Regions from separate parts of the Mus musculus genome. Here region 2 is linked to region 1. Evidence: chromatin contacts called from public Hi-C data. All regions are on one chromosome and are shown on one strand. Each heading gives the region's core, a stretch centred on a gene start, on an enhancer-like site or on the middle of the called end of the contact. The rest is flanking DNA. Distances are from core to core; before and after follow the strand shown.

Region 1 (5,137 bases), core at 1,402-3,901:
CATACATACACACATACATACATAAATACATAGGATGATTTACAAAATGTGAATAACTTTGCTTCTTTTACATTTTCATCAGCTATGGTTGTTTTTATGAGAAGTAGTCTGTGGTACAATTTTCTGTTCCAGAAGCAGAAGTCTTAGTAGTCATCAATTTTATAAGATATCTAGGTATTTGGAGAAATGACGGTGACATACTAATGAACCTCAGAATAATTTCAAAATATTTTCAATATATTTCTACATATATATGTTTAAAAATGTAAACATGTTTTGAATATTGAGAGGAAAACTGTCTTAATATTGAATGCTTATTTCCCAAAGTTTCTTTTATAACTTAGAGGATATCAGTTATTTATTTACTTATTTTTTTGTTAAAATTTTGTTGATTTGGGGGCATGTGCCATGGTGTGGGTGTGGAGGATAGAGGACAAATTTGTGAACTAGATTTTCTCCATCACTTTTACATAGGTTCTAGGCATTAAACTCATGCTGCCAATAAATGGCCTTTACCAGCTCAGCCATCTTGCCAGCCCCCAGGTTCTCTTTAATGAATATATATTCGTGGTATAATTAAAAATAGAATTAAGATGCGATACAATGTCTTGGTGCTTTTAGCACAAGCATGCTTCTGACACACCTCGTTGGGGAACTCTGGTCTCATTAGAGATCAGTGGTGTTGTACAAGTGTTTGAGCATCTCAGGTACTCTCTGGCAGAAACTCTGATGCATGATGATAGTAGTAGTCACAGTAGATGGTATAATTTTATAAATCAAATGACAGAGATTCAAATTTGGCCTACTCTGAACACTGGGGGAATAATTACACTTTATTCCAATTCTGTCTCTGCCTCCTCTTCTCTATCCCTCCCTGCTCCTTCCTCCTCTACTGTTTCTGTCTTTCCAGAATGGCCTTGAACCTGCTATTATTCTAGCCTGGCACCAAATTAAATTTTTTGTGTCTAGGTGCTGGGACTACAGGTGTGAGCTGTCATGGGCCTGGCTGTTATGTCTCTTACCTTTTAAAATGATGGTGATTGCCAATTCTGAGTATTTACTGAATCAAACCATTTTTTCTCAAAGTGATAGATCCTCAATTTAATGAAATGTATTAATATATATGTATATTTGCATGTATACTTATTTATTTATCTCATGTTTTCCTGATTTAATTGTGTTTAGAGACCTGGACAGGAAACCTGAACAACGTTGGTTTAGATATTCAAGGTCTGTTGTTGTCTTAGGATTCTTTATTTGTTTTAGCTTTCACATTATACCTTAAGTCACACAGCTCAAGGTCCTCATGTCATCAGTAGCACAGTTTCTAAGTTCTTAACTCTAATCTGTCTGCAAGTATTGAGAGGTTCCGGAGAGTACTAAGCAGGTAATGTAAGTAGCATTTGCCAGCAGAACAGCTTTTACACTGTGCTTACAGACGTCTGAGGAAGAGCAGGAGGCTTAGTGAGCAGAGGATGATATTAAGAGGGTATGAGTGCACGCTCTGAGAAAGGTCTCAGTACAATGAAGACTCAGTCATGCAATCATAAGATTAGTTCAGCTCACCAGAGGGAGGAGGAAGGAGTCAGGGGGCAAACTTGCAGGGAAAAAAGCAAAACCAAGGGGCAACTAGTATAAAACTGAATCCACCAGTGACATGTAGATGTAGACTCTCTCTGGCTTGCTGCTTCCTTTTGTAAGCACGTGTCTCCAGGGCCTTCATCTATTGAACATCTGACTGATACAGATTGTCTCATGATCACAAGTCATAGGCAGCACAGGCCAGTCAACTTGCCTGCATGTTTAACTCCACTTTTGTTCAGGAAACCAGTACCTCAATAATATGGAATTTTCCAATTAAATTTAAATATAATAAATTCAACCAGCCCACCAGTACTTCCTCTGGGTAAGATAGAGGAGATAGCTGTCATATTTGTTTGTTAAAGTGTAACTCCTAGGAGGATCGGATGCATTAATCTTGTGATTTTTGCTACATTATTATGTTAGAGTTCCTAGTTTTAAAGTTTTAAGATAGCTTAAGAGCTCTCTCTACATATGTATATGTTTATAAATAAATATCTATGAATGTATTCAACTCATAACTGTGTCTGTCTCTTGCTACATATCCAATTAGTCAGTTACCAGGTCATTTTCCTTATACCATACCATGAAAACATTTCGATCCTAAAATAAAATGTTAAATACATGAAATTTGCAAATCTATTTAAAAGATTGGAATAAATGACTTAATAACGTGGAGGAACTAATTGTTTGTAAGTAAGAATGATTATTTGATTATTGTAAAGCATTTTACCTGTTTAGTGTGAATTAGCCAAATGTTAGTAAAAGAATAACTAGTCATTCATACTTCATTAGAACCTTAAGGAGAAGAGCATTGTTTGTTAATTGCACATAAAATGTGAGGATGCTAGGTTTAAAATCTCCAACATTAAGTAAATATTAATTTAAAACCAAAGTAGCTGTAAATTGTTCTTTCTCGGCAAACCCCTTGGGCTTGAAAAGGCAGCACATTAACACGTTCCCATTCTGGATGAATAGAGGCTTTGTGCAGTCATTCACCATTTACGCAGCCTGTAGCACTTGTCTAGACAAGGACAATGAGCCACTTAGTGCCAAATATGAAGGGAGCAGCAGGTTCCAAGAACTCGTGGTGTGTTGTGGTTAGTGGAAGCCGTCTTCCACTAAGGCCCCCACTACTCCATCCCTTGCATAACATTCTTATTTAAAACCACGTTTTTGTAACTAAAAAGTGAAATATGCCGTTGGAATAGGGCAGACAGAGGGTGTTCTGTCTAACAGCTTTGGTTATCTGACAATAAAGCCAAAAAGCATTGCTCACAGGATTCCTGCCTGCTTAGCAGCTTGGGCATGCGCTTTAGTGAGCAGCTTTTAGGCTCTCCTGAGAAGGGAGAGTCACGTTTTTCTGTAGGGCTTTGTTGATAGCAGTTGGTTCGTCGTGGCTGTGCTGAAGCTACAGGGTTGAACATTTACCTGAATTCCTGTCGTAGTCCTTGTCCACAGAAGGCATCCCTCTTTTCATGTGTCTGTGGCAATAATGTGCCATTTTTTACAGGTGTCTGTGTGTGTGGCAGGGGTAGGTGTCGGAGGAGCTGCTTTCCATGGGATGCCAATAGGGAGGTAGGTAGTTAGTGGGTGGATTTTGTGATGTAAGATTGTCAGGGGATACGTTTCTTGAGGCAGTTCCCAGCAGCTCCCTCTTTGATAATGCTCTGTTAATTCCATAGTGAAGTCGATTTCCAGTGGCTGAGAACCCACTGGTGTGCCCTTTCCTTTAACCATCTCTATTGGGATGCAAGTTTCCTGAATTAATTTAGGTACTCCTTGGTTGGTCAATGGATCTTAGCTTTGTCTGTAATATTATTTTAATTTTATGTGTATGGCTCTCTTGCCGTATGTACTATATGTGTGCCTGGTGGTTGTAGAGGGCAAAAGAGGGAGTTAGATCTCCTGTACCTGTAGTTAGAGAGAGTTGTGGGCCACTATGTGGGTGAGGGGACGCAAACCTGGGTCCCTTGGAAGAGTAGCAAGTGGATTTAACTCAGGGATACATCTCTCCAGTGTTATTTTTTTTTTAGTTGGTTATATTTATTATGGATTTTGTGATGCTAGAGAAGAATCCAGATCCTCCAACATGCCACACAAACTATCTCTGAGCTACGTCCTAGCCTCTCAATTGACTTGATTATGATTTACTATTACATGCCATTTTCAAAAGTAGCCTCAAGTCCAAACCCCAGTGACAGAGAGTGACAGTCCCTGGAAGACTACAGAACATACAACAAAAGGGTCACTGGGCCTTTTAGTTCCCAGGGGTGACTTTAAATCTGAGTGCTTGGACTGTCAATCCTGGAGTTACTTGCCAGACAGTCCTCTTAAAAGTTAATCCTTACTGGTCAGTACATGCTGGGTCTCTGAGCAGCTGCAAGGCATCTCTGAGTCACATCTAGATGGTACGGAGTAGGGCTGTGCTGTGCTGTGCTGCCTCATTACATCCTGCTCCTAGAACTCAGTAGGTCAGCATGTAACTACAGCATCATAGTTGTTTTGGGTACTTCATGAATTCAGACTTCTTGGATGATCTTATTAAGGGTGAGACAGGGAGGGGACCCATGGATTAAATTCTTTTGAGTCAAGAGGGTGAGACGGAGGAATACATTTAGTTTTAATTTTAGAAATAATGGAATGTGACTTTTTTTCTTTTTGCACCTGAGTAATGAAGGGTAAAATTCCTGCATGTTATACAAATAAACAAGCAATTGCAACAGAGCGGTGTAAAAAAAGGAGAGAGAGAGAGAGAGAGAGAGAGAGAGAGAGAGAGAGAGAGAGAGAGAGAGAGCCTTTAGAAGAAATGTCTAAGCCAAGAAGAAACAGCATTAGCCAGAAGGGTGTGGGGGAAAACAGAAGACAAATAATGTTCCAGACATGGGGAGTTAAAGGAACAAAGAATTAATGGCTGAAAAGGTATCAGCAGAAACCAAGCATGAGTGGACAAGGAGTTCTAGAGTAAGTTGGGGATTTGTCCTGAAGGCAGTGGGGCAAAATGTGTATTTAGTGGAAATGATTGACAAGACAAGAGGTAGGGTTTGCAAAGGCTGCTGTGGCGTCCAAGTGGTCAGAATGTGGTCTGTCTGGCTTAGCAGCTGCGGGGGTTTGGGAGTTGGCAGAGCCATGTTCTCTGTGTAGCTTCAAGAGAGACTGTTCTGTAGCTTTCCCTTGGTGGCTAGTGTTATCAGCAATCCTCTGTAGAGCCTGGCTTGCTGATGCACCATGCAGCCTTTGCTTTGGTCATTACACAGTGCTCCCCTTGTGTCTCATGCCTCCACATCATCTTTCCTCTGTGTGTGTCTCCACCTCTTTGCATCTTGTTATAAGGCCAATATAGACAGATTTGATTTAGGTTTTCCTGCAACAGTGTGGCTTTATCTTAACTAACTGTATAAAGACCCCCTCCCTCAAATAGTTATGTTCTGAAGTTTTGGGAAAGACATGAATTGGGGAGGCAGATTTTTCATGGATTGAATTTCATGTAAGTACACCAAAACTATGAACTCTGGGACACCAGCTATCGGCCTCATCAGTCATTTCTCTTTGTTAA
Region 2 (5,137 bases), core at 985-3,484, 210 kb after region 1:
AGGAGACAGCCATATCAGGTTTCTGTCAGCATGCACTTCCTGGGAAACACAATAGAGTCCAGGCTTGGTGACTGTATATGAGATCCCCAGGTGGGGCAGTCTCTGGATGGCCTTTCCTTCAGTCTCTGCTCCACACTTTGTCTCCATATTTCCTCCTATGAGTATTTTGTCCCCCCCTTTTAAGAACTGAAGCATTCACACTTTAGTGCGTTTGGTGTTTTGATTATAATGTGACAGGAGGAATTTCTTTTCTGGTCCAGTGTATTTAGAGTTCTGTAGGCTTCATGTATGATCATGGGCATCTCTTTCTTTAGGTTAGGGAAGTTTTCTTCTATAATTTTGTTGAAGATATTTACTGGCCCTTTAAGTTGGGAATCTTCACTCTTCTGTACCAATTATCCTTAAGTTTGGTCTTCTCATTGTGTCCTGGATTTCCTGAATGTTTTGTGTTAGGAGCCTTTTGCATTTTGCATTTTCTTTAACTATTGTGTCACTGTTTTCTATGGTACCTTCTGCACCTGAGATTCTCTCTTGTATCTTTTCTATTCTGTTGGTGATGCTTGCATCTATTATTCCTGGTCTCTTCCCTAGGTTTTCTATCTCCAGGGTTGTCTCCCTTTGTGATTTCTTTATTGTTTCTCTTTCTGTTTTTAGATCCTGGATGGTTTTGTTCAGTGACCTGTTTGGTTCTGTTTTGCTGTAGTTCTTTAAGGGATTTTTGTGTTTTTTCTTTAAGGGCTTCTACTTGTTTACCTGTTTTCTATTGTATTTCTTTAAGGGAGTTATTTATGTCCCTCTTAAATTTTTCTATCATCATAGTGAGATGTGATTTTAATTCAGTGTTGCTTTTCTGGTGTGTTGGGGTAACCAGGGTTCACTGTGGTGGGAGAACTGGGTTCTGATGATGCCAAGTAGTCTTGGTTTCTGTTGCTTATGTTCTTGCTCTTGCCTTTTGCCATCTGGTTATCTCTGGTGTTAACTGGTCTTACTGTCTCTGATTGTGGCTTGTCCCTCCTACAAACCTGTTTGTCAGTACTTCTGGGAGACCAGTTCTCTCTGGAAGGAATTTGGTAACTGTGGGTACAGGGTCATCTCTGGGGTGCAGACAGAGACCTGAAGGATCCTGTTCCCAGCTGACCCTTGGTTCCTGTATCCTGATGGCTCTATGAGGGTCCCTCTTGGGCAAGGAATTTGAAGAGAAGGAGTGATATTACCTGTGCTTGCAGGTGTGTAGATACTCCTGGGAGACCAACTTTCTTCTAACAGGACTGGAAAACTCCTGTCCCAGGCTGCCCCTTAGTTCCTGTGTCCTGAGGGTTCTGAGGGTGGGGGTGGGTTCCTCTGAGTAGCAGTGTTGATCCTACCTGCACTCATAGGCCTATCTGCACTCCTGGGAGGCTAGCTCCCTCCTGGCGCTATTTGGGTATGGAGCCCTTTGGCAGAGGATCTGTTGCAGGCAGAGATGGAAACTGGAAGGCTCATGTCTGTTTTCTGATAGTCTTAGGAGAACCTCTGTGAAAGGGTCAAGGTCATGACCCACAGGTTGAGAACCACTGTTCTATGTACCTTTTCTCAAATGTCTTTTCTGTGAGCCATCTTCAGAGTTCATATGGAGGCTTCCCCCATTTGTCCTTAGTATCTTCCACTAATGTATTATCTTTATACTTTGAAGATAAGGAACTTCGTCTTTTTATGCCCAACACATAGTAACTATTCAGGGAATATTTGTGAAATGAGGATTGACCATGCATTGCAGAGAGAAAATATCTATTGGAAATAAAATGGCTACCGCAGCACTTGCTCTTAAGGGACCTTTCTATGCTCTCTTTGCAATATTCATGTTTTGTGATAGATTTCTGAAATGAAACAGTATAGAACTGTCCACTGCCCCTTGACTGCTGGTCAGCTGGTTTATGGAGTTTTGTTTTTCAAGCACTTGAGCAGCAAGTCTTCCCTTACTACTCATTCCTCTTTACTCAGAGTTATGCCTGTTTCAAGGACATTTCCTCTAAACAGAGAAAAACCATTGGGAAAACCAAACCCTCCCATCCAATATCCCTTTTGCCAGGTTGTACAAAAATATGAGCACCAAAACAAAACAAAACCAAAAACTTCATCTTTCCCTTCCCAGGAGGTTTTCAACTATAGTTGCAAGAATTTAGACCCAGTCCTGAATCTGCTAAACCTGCTAAGCTGCACTTGACTCAAAATACCTGTGACTTCTAGTCCTGTGTCTTATAGTTTATATCTGCATTTTCCACAGTGCTAACAACTACGTAGGAAGTTAACACACTAGCCTGTTGGTTATTTCTTTCAGCATACGCCATTTGTGAGAAAAGCCTTTCTCTGAAAGGTCCAGTGACAGGGAAAGCATGATATGAGTTTCTGGAGTTGTCATGCTGGTTCAGGGCTGCGCTCAAGAAGCTAAATTACGTTCTGAGAATGAAACCAGCAGTTATACTCAGTCGTCGACACTTCCTGCTCACCACTGCCTGCCAGCAGAGCTTTCCAGTAGCATAGCCAAAAGTCTGGTCATGAGCTACCCCAGGGCTGAAAACCCGCTAGGCACAGGCTCATCCTCTCTCTGTTGTGTTGTTTGCTGCGATACAGCATTCTCACTCCTATTGTCTGGATGCTGAGTTTCATTTTCTCAGTGTTTATTTAATCAGCAGATTTTTGGCTTGGTGAAGAGTAATTATTGTTTTTTCTTGAGGAATATTTTCACTCCAGGGATAGAATTGTAACAGTTTCTTAGATTAAAAAGTGATCTGTTTGGGTATGAATTCACTAATGAGAAATATTATTTTAGAAGCAAGCTCTTGCTTGCTGGCTTCTAAGAAAAAAGTTCAAGAATCAAATATTTGTTCAGTGTGTGAGGCTGAATATCTCAGCTGATCTTCAGCCTGTGTCAGATCCTGTGGAAACGGGCTGTAGTGACATAAGGGTGAGCCCCAGCAGCCAGAATATGAGCTGGCCACTAAGAATGAGAGCCAGCAAGCAGAAAGCAAAAGCTGCTTTCTTCCAAGCTCTGTATCTAGGCTGCCATGAGGGAAAGCCCCTCATTTAGGGTCTTCCCACCTCAAATGATTCAGTCAAGAAAAACCCATGACAGATGTGCTCAGCTACTTGAGTTTTTAGTGAATTCCAGATGTAGTCAACTTGACAAGAATAGCCATCACTATGTAATTCATATATCAAAATACATCTTCAGTGTAATAGCTAATAGATACAGGGCTTGCTATCTGACGCTGACATTTTGAGCAGACTTAACTGAATACTCCCGAGACACTGAGACAAGGTACTAGCATGTTATCAGTCTCTTTCCTCCACACTAAGTACAGGAAGAGCAGGAAACAGCCCCATCAAGCTAGTATGGGTTGGAACAGGCTAGCTGACCTGGCCATGACATTACCTGCTGTGCTAAATCCTTTCTCCAGCATGCTTTTATCTACAGCTATATTAGCCCTCCTTGAAAACTAACCCCACACTCATGGCCACTCTTCCTCAAGGTCCCCGATTTTCCTTTCACGGTCTCTAGCATTTACCATTCTTTTCAGCTGCTCCCTGCAGCTTAGGGAGACAACTGTTTGGGGTGTCCTTATTTAATTTTCTGTGTCTTCCTCAGAAGGTAGTGTGAGGATTTCCCATTCCCTCTTTCCCACTCATTAGAGTACCTTATTTTTGGAAAGTTTTTATGGCTCCTTTTCTTAGTCAGGGTTTTTATTCCTGCACAAACATCATGACCAAGAAGCAAGTTGGGGAGGAAAGGGTTTATTCAGCTTACTCTTCCACATTGCTGTTCATCACCAAAGGAAGTCAGGACTGGAACTCAAGCAGGTCAGGAAGCAGGAGCTGATGCAGAAGCCATGGAGGGATGTTCTTTACTGGCTTGCTTCCCCTGGCTTGCTCAGCCTGCTCTCTTATAGAACCAAGAGTACCAGCCCAGGGATAGTTCCACCCATAAGGGGCCTTTCCCCCTTGATCACTAATTGAGAAAATGCCTTACAGCTGGATCTCATGGAGGCATTTCCTCAACTGAATCTCCTTTCTCTGTGATAACTCCAGCTGTGTCAAGTTGACACAAAACTAGCCAGTACACTCCTCATAGATCTTTTTCACATTCTCTGATCAATCAATAGCTGTAACAATCTATGAGTGAAATGATTTTTTTAAATTCAAAAGCAATTTTGGGGCCTGCCATAGTAGTGCATGCCTTTAGTCCCAGCACTCAAGAGGTAGAGGTAAGCCTATGAGATTGAAGCCAACCTGGTATACATAGCTTAAGGTCAGCTAAGACTACATAGTGAGACCCCGTCTCAAAATAGCTTTTGGAGTGGTTGGCTATAAAGAAATATGGTGTTGACTGTATGGTTGAGTACATGCCTATTATATACAATATCCTGGACATCCCATTCCCAGCATCAAAAAAAAAAAAAAACTATCTTTAAAATTCTAATACATCAGTTACTTCCATTATTTCCAAGAGGGTGCAAAGAAAACCTGTGAACATTTTCAGGCCTCGAGCACACACGATTGTCAGTCATTACTCAGGACGTTTGTAAGTTAATTCATGTAATCCTATCCTAAGTGAGTTGAGTACTGTAATCATTTACCATTTCACAGACGAAAAGGTTGGGGGTCAAAGAGCCATGAATCCTGATAACAGGAAAGACATGATTTGAACTAAGGTAATTGGGCTTTGAGGTTTATCTGCTAAATTACAATGTTCTCTGATAGTGAATTCTATAAAGTCAGACATGATTTCTTAAAGTGAGAATGGTACTCAAACTCAATACATCCAGATTTATCCCTTCCCAACTTGAAGCGATTGCATCAAGAGTATAAATCTAACTTTATGTATTGTGTTTTATTATCCTGAGTCCATAAAACTGAGATAAGAACATTGTTATGGCATCAAAAAGTAAGACATTTCAATACCACTAATAAAATGAGATGCAAAAATCTTTTCATGACTTTAAATGTTACCTATTCATAATACAACTGAAATTATACCCAATTTTCCCTTTGTACAAAATAAGGTACAAATTGTGAAATTTCCATTAGTAAAGATATATTATCCTCCTGCCAAACTTCCAAATTGGTAATCTTCTATTAGTTTTTCATAACACAGAGGGAA

Evidence for each region. Hi-C and Micro-C count contacts between places; a contact is called where the count stands out from the background.
Region 2: a Hi-C map of ventricular fibroblasts shows a contact between it and region 1, with 5 times the contacts expected there. The contact joins two enhancer-like sites. A contact is called at or near these places in 3 of 484 Hi-C or Micro-C datasets (CD4 T cells, Th1 cells and ventricular fibroblasts) and 2 of 115 datasets of contacts at active chromatin or transcription factors (effector CD8 T cells and memory CD8 T cells).

Annotation. Positions count from the first base shown.
Region 1 is chr3:19,403,815-19,408,951 of GRCm38.p6, forward strand. No RefSeq gene overlaps it. Among named protein-coding and RNA genes, the nearest start is that of Gm42188, 32 kb to the left of the region's middle. Within about 2 kb of position 2,652, at least 99 of the 459 cell types and tissues checked have an H3K27ac peak or open chromatin away from gene starts, as enhancers often do.
Region 2 is chr3:19,617,322-19,622,458 of GRCm38.p6, forward strand. No RefSeq gene overlaps it. Among named protein-coding and RNA genes, the nearest start is that of n-TRacg3, 8.1 kb to the right of the region's middle. Within about 2 kb of position 2,235, at least 33 of the 459 cell types and tissues checked have an H3K27ac peak or open chromatin away from gene starts, as enhancers often do.